Linked DNA regions of Mustela erminea: region 1 is linked to region 2. The links are chromatin contacts, called in public Hi-C maps. All regions are on one chromosome and are shown on one strand. The core of a region is the stretch at or near the end of the contact, and the rest is flanking DNA. Distances in the headings are between cores, read along the strand shown.

Region 1 (4,422 bases), core at 1,110-3,609, 92 kb after region 2:
CCCTAGTTCCATAAAAGAACCACTTGGAGCTTACAAAAAATACAAATCCCGGCGTCCATCCACAAAGTTTCTGAGTTAGTTCATTTGAGGTGGGGTCCAGATCTTGTATTTAAAACAAAAGTCAACATAAAATAAATCCTCCTAGGGTAATTCTAATGTGCCATGACTAAGAACCATAGAGAATCCCAATACCAGAGCAAGGATAATAAGTAATTTGTTTTTAGATAACAGTACAAGGCCCATTCTAGGTCTTCAATGAAAATTTACTTTGGTCCAAGTGTGGACAGGAACATGGACTAGCAGCTGCCTAGCTCTCTCCTTGACTGCATTGTCTAAGCAGTCACTTATAGGGAGTCTTCCATGGGTCATGAAGCCTTGAGATGCTGATCATTTTCTGGGTTAAAGCCAATGGAAGTTGATAATTGAACAACAAATTACATATGCTAACTCTGAAGGTAGTCTGTAAAGAGTGGCAGCCTTATACCTATCTGAGCATTTTGAGCAAAAGTTCATCAAAAGAGAGACTTACTTGCTAAGCATCACTCCTGCTTCTCCTGAGTCCATGAATGCCTTGTATCCACCACCAAATCCCTACAGTTCATTGTAAACAGAAAGAGGGATTTTGAATTAGAAATGGCAAATTACTTCTCTTGGAAACTAATCAGCTTAAGCCTATGTGATTCCCCCCCCCCCATTTTCTTCATCCTCACTTCTATGGGATGAATTTTTGTCCTTTTAATAAAAGCACTTTTATTTTTCTTAAATCTTTATATCATGATGTCAGTCCTCTTGTTTTTGCCATCTTCTTTTGCTTTCATATTGTTTTCTTCACTTAATCCTATTTCTTTTATTCTTTTCTTTTTACGCTTTCCATTTACAATGAAAAAAATATTTTCTAACATTAGAATAGCAGGTCCTTCTTTATTTTTTCCCAGTTTTTGATTTTTGTTTGGCTGCCGACCCCTTTTCTCAGTCTTTCTTATTGACTGCCCTTCCTTAACCTTCTGTTGATGTTTCATTTCTGTCATTTGCTGTCAATGGGCATATAAACCCATTTCTTTCCATTCCATTTATCTCTTAGCTCCATCTGCATTTTTAGGGTCCTACTACTAAAAGCTTAAAGCTCTGTGTGAAAATAGAAAGGTGGCTTTCCCAATTTAAATCTTATTTTCTCTCCCCTCCCATAGCTGTTCCATGTCTATTCATCCTTTCCTGATGTTTCCCCCAGTCTGACCCCCACCTGCACCCCTCTTCCTCTGTCACTCCCAATTTGATGCCCATGTCTTCTTCCTAACCCCATTTGCACTCTGTCTGATTTTGCATCTAAGGATCTCCACAAGATAAAGGATGGAGTTCTATCGGGAGCCAGATTGTGTTTCAGAAACTTTCTGCACGTTTACTGAAATGGGATTAGGGGTTTTGATATTCTTAGGCAGCCTTTCAGCTCTGGCACAACTTTGCACACCTTGGAGGAAGGTTGGGGCCTACTCTGGAGCACAAGGGCAGGGAGGTCTTTAAAGGCATTATGTGGCCCTTTCCACTTCAAAGGTCAGGAAGAGTAGACATCAGCGACCAAGGCTGGAAAACCAGGCCAGGTGGGGATGCCTGGAGCCCTTTTCTGCGGCATTTCAGGCGAGGGAGCTGTTTCGTGGTGTGCCACGGGGCTCCAGGCTTACGGGGGCCAGTGAGGCCCCAGGATTCCCCGGCCATCTTTGGGAGGAGGCTCACCTCTAAAGAGGGGAGGCAGGTCTGAGGCAGGGTGTTCCCCAGGGAAGCAGGGCGCGGCCCTAGGGGCGAGGCGACGCCACTCCAGCGGCGCCGAGGGCCGGAGGCACAGTCCCTCCCCTGGAGGAAAGGCGAGTCGCTCGGGGTCGCTCAGACAGAAGGTCGAGGGAACGGCGCGTGTGTCCCTCGCCAGCCATCCCTCTGGGAGCAGGGCGGGGGGGGGGGGTCGAGGTGGGGGCGACACCCAGGGAGTAGGGCTGAGGCGGCAGAGATCAATTCAGGGTACTGGCGCGGGGTCACAGACAGGAGAGGAGCCGGAGAGGGGGCCGGTGGGGGCTCCGGAGAAGGCTGGGGCCGTAGGTCTGTCTGTGTACTCGGCGGGCGCCCCGAAGTCTGGGGCCGCCACAGCTCCAGCTCCACCGGCTCCTACCAGCGACTCCAGGCCGCACTTTCCCCTCCTCCCGGCGCCTTCTCTCCAGTGAGGAGCCGAGCGCGGGCGGCGCGGGGGGAGGGGCGGCGGCGGAGAGAACAGCCAGTTGTTTAAAATCCTTCTAGAGCAGTTTCTAATTCCCCCCTTGCGCCGGGGTTCGGAGGGGGGAGGGGGGAAAGAGAGCGGGAGGAGGGAGGAGGACGGAGAGGGAAGGAGGGAGGGAACCCGGGAGGGAGGGAAGGAGGGAGGAGACTGCCGCTTAGACTGTAGCAGCCACCGCGCGCTTCGGAAGGCCGGAGGGAGGGGGAGGCCTGTCAGTCTCGCGCGTTGCCTGGGCGAAGGGGGTGGAGCTTTGGCGTGGGGCGGCCAATAGTGGGGGTGGCTGCGTGGGTCGCCATGGGGACGGGGCTGTTCCCGGGGAGGCTGTGATGGGTTGACAGGTGCGTGACAGTGGGAGCTGCTCTCGGCACAAGCATGTACGGCAAAGGCAAGAGTAACAGCAGCGCCGTCCCGTCCGACAGCCAGGCCCGGGAGAAGTAAGTGTCTCCGCTTCTCACCCACCTCCGCCTTCACACGCGCGCACACACACGCACGCACTCGCACACTCTCTCGGAGACACACAGACCCAGACACTCTCCGCCTGGGGAGAGCCGGGGGTGGGCTGGCAGGGGGAGGGGTACACGAGGTGGGGGCGTGCGGTGCGGGGAGCGGCTATTTCCCAGGAGGTGCTCGCGCGGGGCGGGCGGCCTTTGGGGGGCTGCCTGCGGGAGGGAGCGGGTGTGCTGGGGGGCGGTGGCGGTGCTGGTGCCGAGGATGGAAACTTGTTTGGGTGATTGGGGGAAATAACCCGCGGGTTCACCTCCTCACAAAGTAACTTTAGAGCTGGGGTCCGGGGCTGCGGGGACCCGGAGCGCTGCCGAGGGTCGCGGGGAGGGCGGAGGGGGGCAGCTGCGTGGAGGAGGGCTCGCGGTGAGACTGTGGGTGTTTGGAGGGGCGGGCTGGGGTCGGGGGCAGGCAGGGAGAGGGGCGCCGCGGCCAGGGGCTCCGGCGCCGGGGCTTGGGGCCGGGATCGCCCGGCGAGGTGAGGGCGGCAGTGCCGGGCGCGCGGCGGGCGGAAGCCGGGCGCGGAGCGGCCGAGCGGGGCCCCGCGGGGCGCGGAGACGCGCGCGGGGCGCGGAGGGCGTGTGCGGGCGTGGGCCCGGGTGGGCGTCGGGGCTTTCTTCAGCCGGTGAAGAGACGCGGCTTCGGTGCTGCCCAGCGCCTGGCAGATCAGGGGTGGTCGGCGCCCGTAGTGGCGCCGCTGAAGTTTGGGAGTCTAAGAAGGACCGAGTTCCCGGAGAGGAAGAGTGTGCTGGCGAGAAGCGGGATCTGCCGGAGCAGGCTGGTGTGTCTGCCTCGCGGGCAGACCCAACTCCGCGCTGGCGGCTGGAGAACTTTTTTTTGCAGACTTACCGCCTCCCCTACGTCGGGGGGCCGCGGCTGCCGGGGCGGCGGGCCGGGCGGCTCCCGCTGGGCGGTGGTCGCGAGGCGCGCGGGCTGGGAGTTGTGTGAGCCGCCGCGGCCGGGCGGGGGTGGGTGGGGGTGGGTGGAAGGTTGTCTGGGGTGCGCTGGGAGCAGTGGTCCGAAAAGGGATTTGCCGGAAGGCGAGAAACGTTGAGGTGGGGAGATACAGGTGTTAACTCTGGTGGGAGCCCGGAGGAGGCAGGCGAGAAGAGAGCCCCTCCCGGCCCGGGATGCTGCTGTCACGGCACACTGCGAAGCGGGGTGGTTTGCTGCTATTCTTACGTACTTGTAACGGTGATTTGGTTGTTACTAAAAATGAGAGCGAATAGTGACTGTGACCACTGAGGAAGAACCCCTCTTTTCTGTGCAGCAGATCGGTGATTCCCAGTAACCACCTCCACTTTGAGGGGGAGGCTTATCCTTGTCACTGAACGCGCTCTGCCTTTCCGAGGGGGGTTCACGCTGGGGAAAAAGTCCGAGAGCATCTCTGAAGAGCTACTTTGGTGACCTTGTGCTTGGAAATAGCGGCGTGTAAATAAAAACCCAAATACTCAGACGACCGGCTTTCCCTCCTTTAGGCAGTTAGTAGTCTGAAAGTTTCTTGTGCCCTAGGGATGGGAACATTTCCTAATCTTCGTGTTGGCAGCAACACACCATTCCCTTAAGATTTAGGGGTGCCAGGCCTTGATGGAGCAAAACAAACAAAAAATTTAAAGGAGAGATGCTGTTTGGTTTGGTTTTGTTTCCAGAGGTATTTTCCGAGG
Region 2 (5,146 bases), core at 1,989-4,488:
CTTGATTGACATCCATTTGTCACTTTCATTGCAAAATGTCCTAAGCAGCTTCCCATGTGCTTAGACAAATTTAGATGAATGGAAGTGCTGACTAATGATGCCATTATCTATATACCAAATATATATGAAGGCCTGAAAATCCTGAGTCATTCATGTGAGCTACTAAAAATGAGAGGGGACGAGAACTTAGAAAAATCACGAAATGTCACGAGATGGCAAATTAATAAAAAAAATAGCATTCAGGTATGTAAAAAGATAAAATATGCTTACTTTTTGGGAAGAGATAGAAGTCTACTAAACAAGGCCAAGTCTTACTAATTGCAAAAACTGCACTATGTACAAGCTTTTAGCAACAAAACTATTTTAACCATCAGTAACTAAGGATTGTTATTTTAGGAGAATGAAGTCAATACATTTGTTTTCCTAAGGCAGGCAGGGGCAGTATTGTGCTATTCATGAACTTCATTAATATTCATTAATTTTTAAAGCAGTTTGGTTAGCTTTGGCCATTATCTATGCAGATATTTTGCCTTTAAATAAAAATAATTTCAAGAACATCCTTATTTAAAAATGTAATTAGCATGAAATTCAAAACCTACACTTTCATTAGCAGATATTATTCACTGAAGGGTATATTTTTCAGATGGGTCTGTTTTAATTGAATTCCTGGGGTAAAATTCTAAAAATCATAGTGACCAAAATAACCTAAATGTAACCAAAAGAAAACTGAAAATACTTTTGAAAAATGTTCAAATTAATTTCCACTTTAAAGAATACCATAGTTGACCCAATTAGCTCTGCAAACCAATTCAAATTCAGTTGTTTGACATTCTTTAGCATTTCACAGTAGACTATTTTCACCCGTCCAGCACCTTAGATCCCTAAAGATCCCAGCACACATTTAGTGATATTTACCTTATGAAGTAACTAAATCCAGATGAGCATAGCGCTCACATCACTGTAAAAAAGAAATTGTTTCCTCATGCTTACGGCTCCCATTGGGGAACTAGAAACTGAAAACTCTGAAAATTATCTTTGTGCAACCAGGAAATTGTGGACAGAAATGGAAAATAGTTTTATTTGTAAATAAGCCCAACCATGGAAACTATATACTACCTTGTTCTGCAAAAGTCCTTTAGCCTTTTATAAATCAGGTTTTTAACGCTATGACAGATTAACAACCAGGGCAAGTAATTCATGCATGTGGTGTTGGAAATGGAATCCTCCACATGTCCTTGTGGACTCCTGTTCACACAAAGGTACAACCATGTTGAGTAGTACTTTGTAGATTAGAAGAAAATAAATAAATAAAAATTAAAATGCCACCCAAAGAACTCTAAATAATGCAGGGAAATTTTTGAGGCATGGCCAACTGGAAAATTCACTGTAGTGAATAGCTAAACTTTCAAGAAAACACATTTGTGTTGTTTTTTGTTGCTGTTGTGTGTGTATATTTTAAAGAACTCCCTTCTCCATAACTGTATTTGTATCAGTTTGATTTGTGTTTCTCAAAAGTATCTTCTAGTCCCTGAGAAACACCTGAATTGCATTTTCTTTAGATTTTGCTTTTGGCTTTTTGTTTTGTGTTTAAGGTAAGCTGACCCCTTTGGGATTAGTACAATTTTTCCTGTTAAGGACATTTTGAAAAATAGGAAAAAGTGTCTTCCTTCTTGTTATCAGAGACACAGTACTGTATACATGATTTTTTTTTCTAAAAACATGGTTAATAACAGCCAACAAACCAGATGAGTAAAGGAAGTACCTGGCTTCCTAAATGGATTAAACCTCCTCTCCACTCACCACAATATCCTAATGGGATAACAGGTAATATTGTCTTTGGAGACATTATGCACTTTTACTTATTTTTGAAGAGTAGAAAAGAATTTTCCTGCCCCCCAAAAGTGGATAGATTTCCAGTTCAAGGCAGCAAACCTTGGGTTGCCTACTTTAGGTATATCCAACACTCTCAGCAACCCACACCTGACTTTAAACATTAGGTGGGGGACAGCAGCCATCCCTTTCTGATCTCCAGGGTCTGAATGCTATTATAGGGCCTTTCAAACTAGACACAAAGTTAATATCAGTGTCTGAGCTTCCAGCTCCTCCAGGAAAACCTGTGGCCCCCAAATGGCACCGCTTCATGAATGCCTAGCGTCAAAACCACGCAAGTCAGGCCTTGTCTTCTCCAACAGTCCGAGCAGGATTGATCACGTCCGGATAAAAGTACGGAATGGAAAGGGTTAATCAGCATCCTCCTCTCCCCCTCCTCCCCAAAGCTGGGCGCCCGGGGGGGGGGGGGGGTGTTAAGGAGTCGGGGAGTGGGAGTTGCCGCGCCGGGAGCGTCTCGGCGGGGGAGCAACTGGAAACCACAAACACCCAAACTGGGTAGCAGCAACTTGAACTAAACCGGAGACCTGGCTTAGAGAAAGGAGTCAGTTAAGTTTAGACAGAATGGTTTAATCAAGGTATCAGAACAGACCTATTAAAGACAGAAAAGGTAGCACATCCCTGCCCTTAAATCGCAAGGATTTCTTTTATGTTGCAGTTGAAGCCCCAAAATACATTTTATGACCCTAATGCCCTTTATTGCGAAAGATCTCAAGAGGTGTCTACAGAAATGTCCTGCAGGAGTGCAAAAAGAGCAGTGAGAGTGTGGAAAGCTCCCCTCCCCCGGCGTCTTTACTTGGCCAGCGCTCCCAGGTAACCTTTGTTGCGTGGTTGGGGGACGCCAAGCGACAATCTTGGCCCCTGACGGTGCAGTATCCAAACCCTCGGAAGGCTAGAGGCTGCAGGACCAACTCGCCAGCACCACTCCCCTAACCACCTATCCTGCGCCCAGCTCCAACGCCCGCACGCCCCCTCCGCAGCCCCTTCCCCACTCCCCACCCCGGGGGCTGCCCCCGATCTCCCCCCCCGCAAAACACACTGGCGCTCTAAACGCCCACCACCAAATTTCTAACGGCCCCAGCCTTCCAGGAAGGGAAAAGGAAAAAAAAAAAAAAAAAAAAGACCATGACATCACGGGCAGGTTTATTTGGGTTTGTTTGTTTGCTTGTTGGCTCGATTAAATACTCGTGGAAGGTGAACGTACCCCACACAGGAGAAGTTTGATGTTGACAAACTTCTGGTGGCAGCGAGACTGTGTCAGCACAACTTCCGGGATAATGAGAGCTGCTTTGCAGGGAGCGCGGCAGCGGCGGCGGGAGGCGGCCGCAGGACGGAACAGCAAATGCTATTCAGCCCGAGCAGTTTCAAGCCGCCCGAGCTGGGGAATTACTGTAGTCGAGCTACGGCTCTTACCACCGGCGCTGGATCTGGGCGCACGTTAGGGGGGGAAGCTGTAGGCACAGGGCGCCGAGAGGGGAGCTTTCAAGTTACTTTGCTCCATCCCTGCACCCGGCAGAGGCTTGCAGGCTGCGTGGTAACTGCAAACATCTTGTTCCCTGCTTCTTTGGGCGGCCTCCCTGGAACCAACCAACTTTTCTCTCCTCAAAAACTCCCTCTTTGTTTCAAATAGGACTCTCCAAAATTTATTCTTGGGAAGACTGACAGCCGGGGTCAAGAAACAGCTGTTGAAGTTAATGTTTCTTCCTCCCACTTCGTCTGATGGTTGTGCCCTGCCAAGACAAAGTGAGAGGCACTGCCTGGTGGCTCTTTAAACAGACATGCATTTAGCCAAAAAAAAAAAAGGGGGGGGGGGTGTAGAGGGGGTATATTTTCCTGCTTAACATACAATCTGATCAGAAATGCGACAGCATGTGCCTTTCAACTTGTGCTGATTACTTGCTGAAAAGATGTTGCAGCTTTTAGTTTTGAACACTTTGAACAGTGGGGGTAGGGATGGCGGGAGATGTGGTTGCCGCTTTCCACCCTTTGGTAAAGGGGCAAAAATTTTAAATCTTCCTCTAAAACCACCTCTTACCCCTTAAGAATGGTAGAATGGCCTGGGGAAGGGAGAAAGAGTTGCATTCCTTTGCAAGGTTTAATTTACATTTCAGAATTCAAGTCATTATGCAGAACAAGGGCTTGCCTGGAGCTAGGCAAATTGTTTTTATTTGGAGGCCTAGACCAAACCTGGCCAGTGCTACCAGCTCTTGGTGGTGCTTGGTGGCTTTCTCCAAATTAGGTCTGTCTCCTCTCCCCTTCCCCAAACCTACTCCTCTGCCTTTGCTCAGAGGACATACTTAGAAGGAAGCTACCCTCTTCTTTCTGCTGCTTTTTCTGTGAAGACTGGTTAGCACAGCTCCTTCCCCCCACTTGCTCTGCTTTTTAGAATGCCCTGTGGACTGCTGAGGGGCCCCTAGGGGTTGTCCTCCTAAGTCTCAATCCCCTAACTGAGCCCTCCCCAGGTGTCCAGCCTCTGCAGTGGGAGTGGGTGGGTGGGAACTCTGTTCCTTCCACATCAGAAAGCTTAAGCACTCTTCCAGCTGACCCATTCTCCTTTGGGAATGCTCCCATCACTTGGCCTCTCTCAGACACAATCATGAAGACATAAAAGGCCCTCCTTCCTCAGCACCAGGTTATCCTGTCACCACATCGCAATGCAGTGCTATCACAAAGTGATATTGCATCAGGCCCATGGATATTTTAGGAAGCTCTCGAGCTAAGTCCAACCAGCCTTTTGCGCAGGCATCAGGGCCACCCTGCCAAAATCAGGGCTGTGGAGCTACCGGACAGGTGGTAGTGATGCCGTCTCTATTCTCAGCTCATTACCCACTTACCCCCACCCCCATCCTCCCAACCAATCAGATCCACTTGGTAGCTTCCTCACCCCCTCTTTGCCTCCCTCCCAGAGGCCACCACCTTTGTTTTCCCTCATAGCTTTCGGCAAAGTGTTCAGGTGACCTTCTGATATATTTCCTGTTTTTCTGCCTGTTGTGGTCATTCACTGAGATCTTAATTAGTATTTGTTCTTATTAACTACAAATCGACTGAATTACACATGGAGTTGCTCAGGCTGCTCCACACGCAGCCTCCGGCTTGGCTGTCCGCAGGCCTCTTGGCTTGTTGGCCTTGGGACCACTTTTCACATTCTCTCAGACTCGGGTTGCCCAGCCGGGCTGACACAGTGGCAGTGGCCAAGAGTCACTGCAGCACCCTCCACAAGGGCCCCCTTCCTGGATTCCTGCTCCTGCAATCCAGCAGC

Evidence for each region. Hi-C and Micro-C count contacts between places; a contact is called where the count stands out from the background.
Region 1: a Hi-C map of fibroblasts shows a contact between it and region 2, with 7 times the contacts expected there. The contact joins the promoter of SSBP2 here to the enhancer-like site in region 2. A contact is called at or near these places in 3 of 3 Hi-C or Micro-C datasets (fibroblasts, skeletal muscle and spleen).

The regions. Positions count from the first base shown.
Region 1 is chr3:58,206,376-58,210,797 of mMusErm1.Pri, forward strand. SSBP2 (single-stranded DNA-binding protein 2) reads left to right here and starts at 2,360. Exons shown (of 16, transcript XM_032334850.1): 1 at 2,360-2,691. The coding sequence starts at 2,630. It overlaps LOC116585484 (a long non-coding RNA gene), which reads right to left and starts at 2,263. Exons shown (of 3, transcript XR_004283659.1): 1 at 1,729-2,263; 2 at 530-591.
Region 2 is chr3:58,113,258-58,118,403 of mMusErm1.Pri, forward strand. No RefSeq gene overlaps it. Among named protein-coding and RNA genes, the nearest start is that of ATG10, 5.2 kb to the left of the region's middle. Within about 2 kb of position 3,239, the one cell type or tissue checked has open chromatin away from gene starts, as enhancers often do. A contact at or near this core is called in fibroblasts, where this site is marked.